Linked DNA regions of Anas platyrhynchos: region 1 is linked to region 2. The links are chromatin contacts, called in public Hi-C maps. All regions are on one chromosome and are shown on one strand. Each heading gives the region's core, a stretch centred on a gene start, on an enhancer-like site or on the middle of the called end of the contact. The rest is flanking DNA. Distances are from core to core; before and after follow the strand shown. Region 1 overlaps TULP4 (TUB like protein 4). Region 2 holds the start of TULP4 (TUB like protein 4).

Region 1 (4,339 bases), core at 1,235-3,734, 120 kb after region 2:
TATTCTAATTATAATTCTAATTTACTTTTATAGCTCTAAGTAGAAGTCTGAGGCTCATAACAAACTTCACCTGCTGTTTCAACCCAGCAGCTATTTAACATAAGGATATTCATATCATGTAGTGATTACAGTTAAGGAAGACAGGTTTTTTTTTCAGCCAGTTTTTTTTTTTTGGTTGTGTGTGTTCATGTGAAATGACTCCATTGATTTCCTTAAGGTGTTAGTAACTTCACTGGAGTTCCTCTTATTGAATCCGTCCTCTGGTTTGAAACTTTCTGTTTCTTGATCACCACCTGTAGAAAAATACGTAGTATTTCTTATTCTTGTCCGAGACCTTTGAAGCCAGACTTCCTTTCTGAAATTTCCAAAAGAGCAACAATGACAATTGCTTTCTATGTAAGTATAGATAGGGGAAAATTATCCTGTATTTCTCATAGCGTTACGAGGTAAAGGTTACCCAGTGAAATTACCAGTTAGCAGGCTTTAAACAAAGAAGAGGTTGTATTTTTTATCTGAAGCTACATGAGTATGCAGGGAAGGTGCTTGCTCGGTACATCCTGCTCTTTTATTCTCTCCAAATACTTGATCACTGTTAGAGATAGGATATAAGGCTAGATAAATTTTTGATCTGGGTATGCAATTGTTAGAATCTTAAATCCACACATCCCTTCACAGAGAAATGATAAAACCTGTGCGTCAGACATTTTCTTTCCAATGCATAGACAATTTGCCCTTCAGTTTGTACACTTTAACATGGCAACAGAGAAATCAAGTTATGTGAAAGGGTGACTGTAAAACCAAAATACATAGTAGACTGAAGGGCAGGTATAAGATTTGACCTTCCTTTTAGCTTCCTTTTAAATGCTGGCTAGTTTTCAAATTGATGAGTGCCTTTAATTTTCATTTAAAACTTACTTGCCTTGAATTCTGTGGTAGCAGCAACAGCCTTGGCTAATGCATTTATCATTTGGTGGATTTATTAATCCTAATTTCCTGACGTTTCTCTAAAATTCATCAAATATACAGGATCTTAACTTGTTCAAAACCTCAAGACAGAAAACGTTCATAAAAGATAAATTGTAGGTTCCCGTCAGTCTGACTTCAATCAGCACACATTGCCTACAGAGCAGTTTAAGGGCATGAAAAAAAACACCTTGCCTTGCATTTTGTATTTGAAATGGTGGGTGGAAGCTCTTCTTCACTCTTCCTGAACATGTAACATATTGCCTTCCTCCTAGGCTGTAATAATCTACTTCCAGTTGAGTGATCATACTGTTTTTGCCTCTGTTTTTGGAAGACATTTCTCCCACCTTCTCTCTGCTCATCAATCGAATAACCTGTCCTCCTCTATTCAGCTTTCTGTTTCTCACGAGCTGTTTGAAATCTCTGCTAGGATTTTTTGTCGGATGTGTCTTTTGATTTTGTTAGAACCGAAGCATACCATAATTTCTGCCACTGATTTTAGAAATTTCTGTATAATCCAAGAATACTTTAGAGTCTGTGATAGCCCTTCTACCAGCTTGCTTTACTGGTAGCAATGGCCAAGTTCAAATAAAGTGTAATGGCTCATATTAAAGTAAACAAAATCAATCCCACTGTGAGACATTACTTGCTCACAGATTTTAGGAGTTTACCTCTTAGGCCCTGTCACTTTTTGTTCCTCTGTCAACTTCTCCTGCAAGAAACATCAAATAGGCCTGCATGTTTTCTTTTGAGATACGTAATAAAATAAACAATTATGGCAGTTTGTAGATTCTCATCGCTCACTACCCTTTGCACAGGTACTAACTGGACACAAATTTTCTCCCATGTCAGCTGTCTCTGAGTCAGCGGAAGCTGCTTTTAATGCCTACACACAAGAGATGCGAAGTCCAACGACTTCTGGCTTTTCCCAATCCAAGCAAATTAGATTTTGCTGCTTAGTCTTCATTCGTGTACATCTTTGATGGGTTGCAGTGTCCTATTATGGCACCAGTTCAAACCCCTGACTGCTGTGGTTTTAATTTATTTCCAGAATAGCAGGTTAATTTTAAGATGCATTCAAAGGAGGGTCCGGTCACTGACCTTTGACGGGGCTGGGGGCTGTTGTGTTATTTTCAGGTTCTGTTTGGCACCGCTGATGGTCAGGTTATCGTCATGGACTGCCATGGCCGAATGCTGGCCCACGTGCTCCTTCACGAGTCAGATGGCATCCTTAGCATGTCCTGGAACTACCCCAGCTTCCTGGTGGAGGACAGCAGCGAGAGCGACACAGACTCCGACGACTATTCCCCACCGCAAGGTAGGATTATTTGCACATATTTCTGCTTTGGCTTTGCTGGTGGTCATAAAGACATCTTGAATACCAGGGAGAGGTTATGTTGTACTGTAACAGCAGGATGGCCATGGTTTTAAGCTGGTAGAAGAGGAAAGACAGTGCATTCCTGTTGAGGTACAGTCAGGGATGGAGCAGAATAGTGGTATGAGAGAGTGGGTTCATCCCCAGCTCTGCCAGTAACCCTGCTGTATGACTTGCTGTGAGTCATACCTCATCTGTGCTGCTTTGCCTCCAATTGTGCAAATGAGGTAACAGCACAGAACTCTAAGTTTTTATTGAGGGCAAGTGAAAAACACTAGATAAGGGCACATCAGGTGTCACTGATAAGCAGACATGATATATTTCAGTGGTTCATATGTATGGAGGTAGTCAGAGGACAGTCACAAAACTGAATGCATTATTATATCAATTTGTGTGCAAAGACACCCATATTAGACACAGCAGAAGGTGCTACATCTTTAAAGGAATCATGTGAAGCAGAGTTTATACTCATAATTATAGTCCCATTCTTGATAGTCATGACATAAAGCACTCAATAAATCTCAGAGAAGAATGGAAATAAAAGTATTTCCTTCAACTACATGTGGTAGAAAGAGGATAACTTGAGCTATCTGCAGTTACTAATTCCCATACCTCAGAGCACATTGCCAGTTTGGCAGTCAGGAAGAAATCCTTCATGACCCCTAAGTATAAAACTCATTGTGTGACATGTTTTGATTTTAAACTATTTGGAAATCATAAATAGCAAAGACCTAGCAGGCCACTGGGTGTACATGGTTTGTGGGGTGGGATATGTCATTACTCCTTTCATCCCAGTCCTTCTCAGTCCAAGTAATAGTAATAATGCTTTTTGTAAATGCTGTTGATTATTCTATAAGATGTAAGTAAGCTGTGTCTGTGTTCCAGTATATGATGTCTGAACTAAATTAAGGGCTATTATATCAGTGATTGTACTGAATCATGGAAAATTTGAGTACGTAATGGCTATGAATGATTCTGAATGTGCATCTCACATCTGAACCACTGAATTGAGAACTCTTGCAGTTTTAGGTCTAATTTGGGTTCAGTCCAAAAATGTATCTTTTCCAGAATCACCTGTATGTATGTCAATATAATAAACATATGTATTTAATAAATACTGATAGAGTCTGATCATCTGAAGAAAATGTAGCATCTTTTGGCCTGAGGTTTGTTTTGGCTTTCATGTCTCACTTCTGGTGAGATTTGTTACCTTAGAAGAAAAGAAACAAACTTCCAGGTTTCCTAGCAAGCTTCTAATGCAAGACAAGGAACAACATTAAATCGTCTTTTTATTGTTTTTTTAAAATCCAGTTGGGGGATGGTGAAGTTGCAGAGTACACAGATGAGAACTTAAATGATCCAAATGTGCTAGCTTTTTCTGAGTCAGTCAGGGGGTGGGTGTACTTGTTAGAAGCCTACAAGTCTACTTTTAATGATTACCCAAACATGATGTGTTTTCTTTAGAGCAGATGCAGCATAAACCTCTCAAAGGTGACAAGCCTTTGACTCACACAGAAGTGTAGGAAGGACTGCAAGTTTGATGTTTTTTTCTTACCAAACTATATACACACACGGAGCTGCTAATTACTAGATACCATTCTCTGAAGTGCTTTTTGATCATCTCTTTTGCAAGTTCAGGAAGCAATATTACTTTTAAGTGTCTGTGCTATTTTTGATGACTGAAAAGGTGCTGGTCAGGCCTTGTGAGCACTTTATCAGGGGCCAGCAACATCTCCCGTCAAAGTTTGTCAAAAAAAATGAGTTAAATAGTGAATGCTGCAGATGGTGATACTGGTCATTAAGTATTTGAACAAATGAATTTTGGTGAATGCTGAAAAGTAAGCTCAGAGGAGCAGAGACGTTCTAGAAATAGTTTGGAAAGTGAAGTTTTCCATTTGAGCTCATCTCCACCTTTGAGCACATTGGATCCTGTTGTGAAGGATGGCATGCAATTTTTTATGCTGCTGCCTAGCTCTTAACATTTAAAATACAGTAATTTGT
Region 2 (4,324 bases), core at 408-2,907:
TTTTGAGCACAATCCACTACCATCCTTACTAGTTTCTCTTCCTTGCCATCTGTACTAATCCTCATCTCTTAAACTTAATTAAACTCACCATTTCAAATGCTGAGTTAAGATATATACATGTATGTATCTACCTTGTTTAGTAGAAACAAACATACAAAGGCTGCAGTTCTATTCAAATTAGTGAATATTGCCTCTTTTTCCCGTTTACTAAAGTGTCTTGTGCTTCCCTGCAAAATGTTTTTCAAATCCTTATGTGCCATTTAAACCAGATAAATAATTCTGAATTTGCCCTCATTGTTCCCTTTCCTGAATACAGGTACAATGTCTTATCTTATATATACTAGGGTTGGCACACTTGATTTAAAAACAAACAAACAAACAAACTGTTGCTCCTTGTAATGCATCAGTTCTTTCAGTATCCTGGGATGGTATCTTGCTTTCCCTGTTCCAGTTACATTCAGCTCTTCAAAGAGGGAAAAAAATGCACATGGAAGGATGGAACTGCTTCTACAATGAAAATGCAGCAGGAGGAAACAGGAGCAAATGCCAGTCAACTCTGGTTAATTGGCAGTCAGCGTGGCTACTCTCAGCTACTGAGAAAATCCTTCCTCTTCTGGGGGACCTGCCCAGGCAGGCTGACCTGTTTCCTTCTCTGATCCATTCATTCCCCTCTGATAGAGGGAAAAATGTGAGGTTAGTTACACCAAATGGAAAGTGCCTTTTAGAGTCAGTGTATGAAACAAATAAAAATGAGTTAAGTTTTCATGTGGAAAAATTATGAGTAATTTGTGTTTGAAGCAGTGAGCAAGACTGTCTGTGAAACTCTTCAATGCATTTCTATAAACATTACAGTTTTTGTCTTCTGTTTTTGCTGTGGAAGCTGAGGCCGTTTCTTAACTGCAAGGATACTCCTGGTTTCCAGTCCTTCAAATCAAGGACTTTATTTGAGCTTGCTGTTACTCTGTTTCTGCATGTGCTGTAGTCCCTCCCTGATCTGGAATCGGGACTTGTTGACTGCTACATGCAGAGGAAAAAATATGGGGAATTGCTCCTCTGTTGCAAGGTTTAAACATAACCTCTGGTTCTTGTTCCAGAGACTCATGCACATCTGTGTGAATTTGGTTTTGGAAAATGAAGGTATTATGTTGATGGCATAAGCTCCAGGGATGGTGAGATAGTCAAGCTTCCTTCCTGTGTATTTTCTTTCAGTCCTCAGTGTGTACTAGGGTACAGGATGGGTAGGAACGCTGCAAGGTAGCACTCAGTCATGATCATAGTTTATGGTGGCTGGTGAATAAATACCAAGAAGAGCTTTCTCCTGTGATTTTTGAACCCAGCTGCAGAGGACTTCTGGCACAGCTGAGGGAAGAGCCTAACGGGCAGTGCAGTTAGTGGATGCAGCAGTTCCTGTGCTGCTGGAGAAGAGGATGGGAATACAAAGGTGCTTAAAGCTGCAGTCGTGTTTTGGAAACCTCTTGGTGACACTTTTAGCTTCTGTTACCTAAAATCCTGAGGCTCATGACAGACTCATGACCTAAGGCAGGAGCTGATAAACAACCCAGTGATAGCAATAAGTGTTTTTATCCACTCAAAATTTTTGTCTGAGCTCCAGAACAGCCAATTTAAGCCTGCCGGTCAGGGCGTATCCCCTTGGTCGCTGCTCCTGTGGCAGCTGTGGCGGCGGTCGCCCAGGGCCCGGGCTCTCCTCAAGCTCACGGGCGGGCACTGCCCGTGCTGGCACCCTGGGAAATGGAGTCCCACCTCCCCAACAAGCCTGCCTTCAGCTGCAGGGCCCGACCCGCTGGGCCGCGTGTGGCAGCTGACACCCTCCTGCTAAGCCCTGCTCCCAGCCGCGATCCCGCGCCCGCCATTTTGGGCCTCGGCGCCCCCTCAGCTTGGCGCCCCCCCATGCCCGGGCTGGAGGGGCGGGGCCGGGGGGCTCACGTGACGGCGGGGTCACGTGGCGGGGGAGCCGGGCCCAGCCGCCGCCGCCGCCGCCGCTCCGGGAGCGGCGAGAGCCGGAGCCGGGCGGGCGCGGGGCGGGGACGGGACGGGGACAGGACGGGAGGGGGCCCGGGGCTGCGAGCGGCCGCCGCCGCCACCAGTACGACCACCGCCTCTGAGGTGAGCACGGGGGGCTGCGGGCGGCTCCGCAGCTGCCGTCCTTTTGTTCCGGTGGGCGGCCCCGGGAGGGCAGCCGGTGGCGGGCGGGGGGCTCGGCCGTTAACGGCCCCCTAACGGTAACGACAACGGTAACGGCCGCGCCGGGCTGGGCGGCGGGCCGCCGGTACACCCCCTGCACCCCTGTATCCCCTAATATCGCCGCTAAACCCCATCCCCGGTGCCCCCCGTTGTCCCCCCGGTGCCTGCAGGGGTTTCGGTAAGGATAAAGGGGGAGGCCCCCGGTGCCGCTGTACCCGCTCCCCGAGGCGCCCGTTGCGATCTGCCCGGCCGGGTTAGGTAAGAGCGCCGTGGGGGTGAGGGCTGGGGGGTGAAGCCGCTTCCTAATGGCTGGCTGCGAAAGGCAGCCCCGAAATTGAGGGTTGGCAGCCTAAAACGGCCCTTTAGGGGAAGCAGAGCGGCAGGGACCTGCACGGCATCTGCAAAAACTTGCTCGGGAAAGCGGGGCTTTCCCCACGCTATTGACACCTTCGAAGATGATTATAAGAGCCACTCACCTTTAGCTACTTCTATTTAACCTTAAATACTCAATTTCTGTTTAAAAATCGTATTAACGAAACAGATTCCTCATTACATCAACATTTCTGGTCGTGCTGCTTCGATAATGCCATCACAGGTCCTTCTGTGATAGCAAAACCCCGGTGGTCCCTAGGGACGCCGGCTGACAACCCGATCCTGTCACCCTGACCGGAGAAACACCTCCCTGCCAGCAGCTCCCAGCCTGCTGCCGGCTCTCGCAAGGAGGATTTGCACGAGTGGACCCGTTCGTTCTTCATAGGCGACGTGAATGTCGAGTGAGGTAGAGTTGTTTCAAAAAACTGTGTTTTTCCCCCTGGCCTCCAGTGGGGTTTTGTCAGGAGGCGGCTGTCGGTGTTTGTGGGGCTGAGGGGAGGTAGCGGGTGTGCGTGTGGATAGACGTTTTAAGAATTGAAAACATCTTGGAAAACCGACAGCTTGAACTGTTGACTGACTCAAACTGAATGACTTTCATGGAAAGAGGATTTTTTTTTTTTTTTTTGGTACAATGCATTGCTGCCTCCAGTAACAGCCTGTGGAATTTGTTCTCACCTAGTCAACAGATGTTTAAAACCCTTCAAATATTTATCTATTCTAAAAAAGCCCACTCATTTTGTGAACTGAGTTCAGGATGGCTTGTTTATTCAATGTATTTTCTTCAGTAAGATGATGAACAGATTTACGTGGTTCTCTTGTAGGTTTCCAGCAAGAAAATTGTTGCAATGTAACTTCCCTTACCTCCTGAATGATATTTTCATCACAGAAATGATTGGTTCTGCTGAACTTCCAAACAAAAGTAATTTTGTTTATAACTAGCCTCTAGGAAAAAGCAGTACTTGTTTTATGTAATTATTAAGCATACTTAAAATACACAGCTTTTAAAAGTTCTTTTCATTAGTAGGTCTCAAAACACCTCACGAAAGAATTCAGTGTAATTATTCTTTTCTTATCTGGGGGTAATTATTCTTGTCTTATCTAGTGCTCATAAAGAGATCATTGTCTGCCTATGATTGCTCTAAGAAACCCTATAAAAAGGTCGAACAATAAAATAAGATTTCTTTATCACAAAAAATGATAAACTCACATTTGTGTTGTATTATTTTCTTCTTAATGACACCGGAGGTCATTTCATACTGTACCTTCCATACCAAGGTTGGGAGCTAAGCCTGTGCTTTAAGTAGAGCAGACATCTCTGCTTAATCTCAGAAGAGACCCTGCAGAAGACTTAACCAAATTCATTGGTGAGTTAGAGAATGATTTGGGGTAGGTTTCGGTTCAGATGCTCAAAGTAATTGTGGTGCATGCCTTCCATTTCCACAGAGCGTGGCTGCAAAGAGGGTTTGTACAGATGTCTTTTGATACCTATTAGAAAGAGGCAGGTGTGGGGATTTTGTGTAGCCAGAATCTTCCTATTTTTGTGGTTTCCTTCCTCTTCAGCGTGCAGAGCTGGTCAGGCACAGTGATTTGGAATCTCACATTTATTTATTTTTTGGGACTGGATTTCTTCTGCTTAAGTGCCCTATTTTTTTGTAATGCATCTGGTAGCCGAACAAACCTCTGGTACTAGAGGTCCAAGGTACGCACTCTAAAATTGTTTTCCAACTATGTCTACCAATTTCAGCATGCA

What was found. A called contact is a pair of places that touch in the nucleus more often than the background predicts.
Region 1: a contact with region 2 is called in a Hi-C map of skeletal muscle, with 4 times the contacts expected there. The contact joins the enhancer-like site here to the promoter of TULP4 in region 2. A contact is called at or near these places in 5 of 8 Hi-C or Micro-C datasets (F1 follicle, liver, skeletal muscle and 1 more).

What each region holds. Positions count from the first base shown.
Region 1 is chr3:57,351,032-57,355,370 of IASCAAS_PekinDuck_T2T, forward strand. It overlaps TULP4 (TUB like protein 4), which reads left to right. Exons shown (of 16, transcript XM_072035952.1): 6 at 2,101-2,281. Among named protein-coding and RNA genes, the nearest start is that of TMEM181, 59 kb to the right of the region's middle. Within about 2 kb of position 2,485, at least 1 of the 8 cell types and tissues checked has an H3K27ac peak or open chromatin away from gene starts, as enhancers often do.
Region 2 is chr3:57,234,267-57,238,590 of IASCAAS_PekinDuck_T2T, forward strand. It overlaps TULP4 (TUB like protein 4), which reads left to right and starts at 1,658. Exons shown (of 16, transcript XM_072035952.1): 1 at 1,658-2,124; 2 at 2,744-2,980.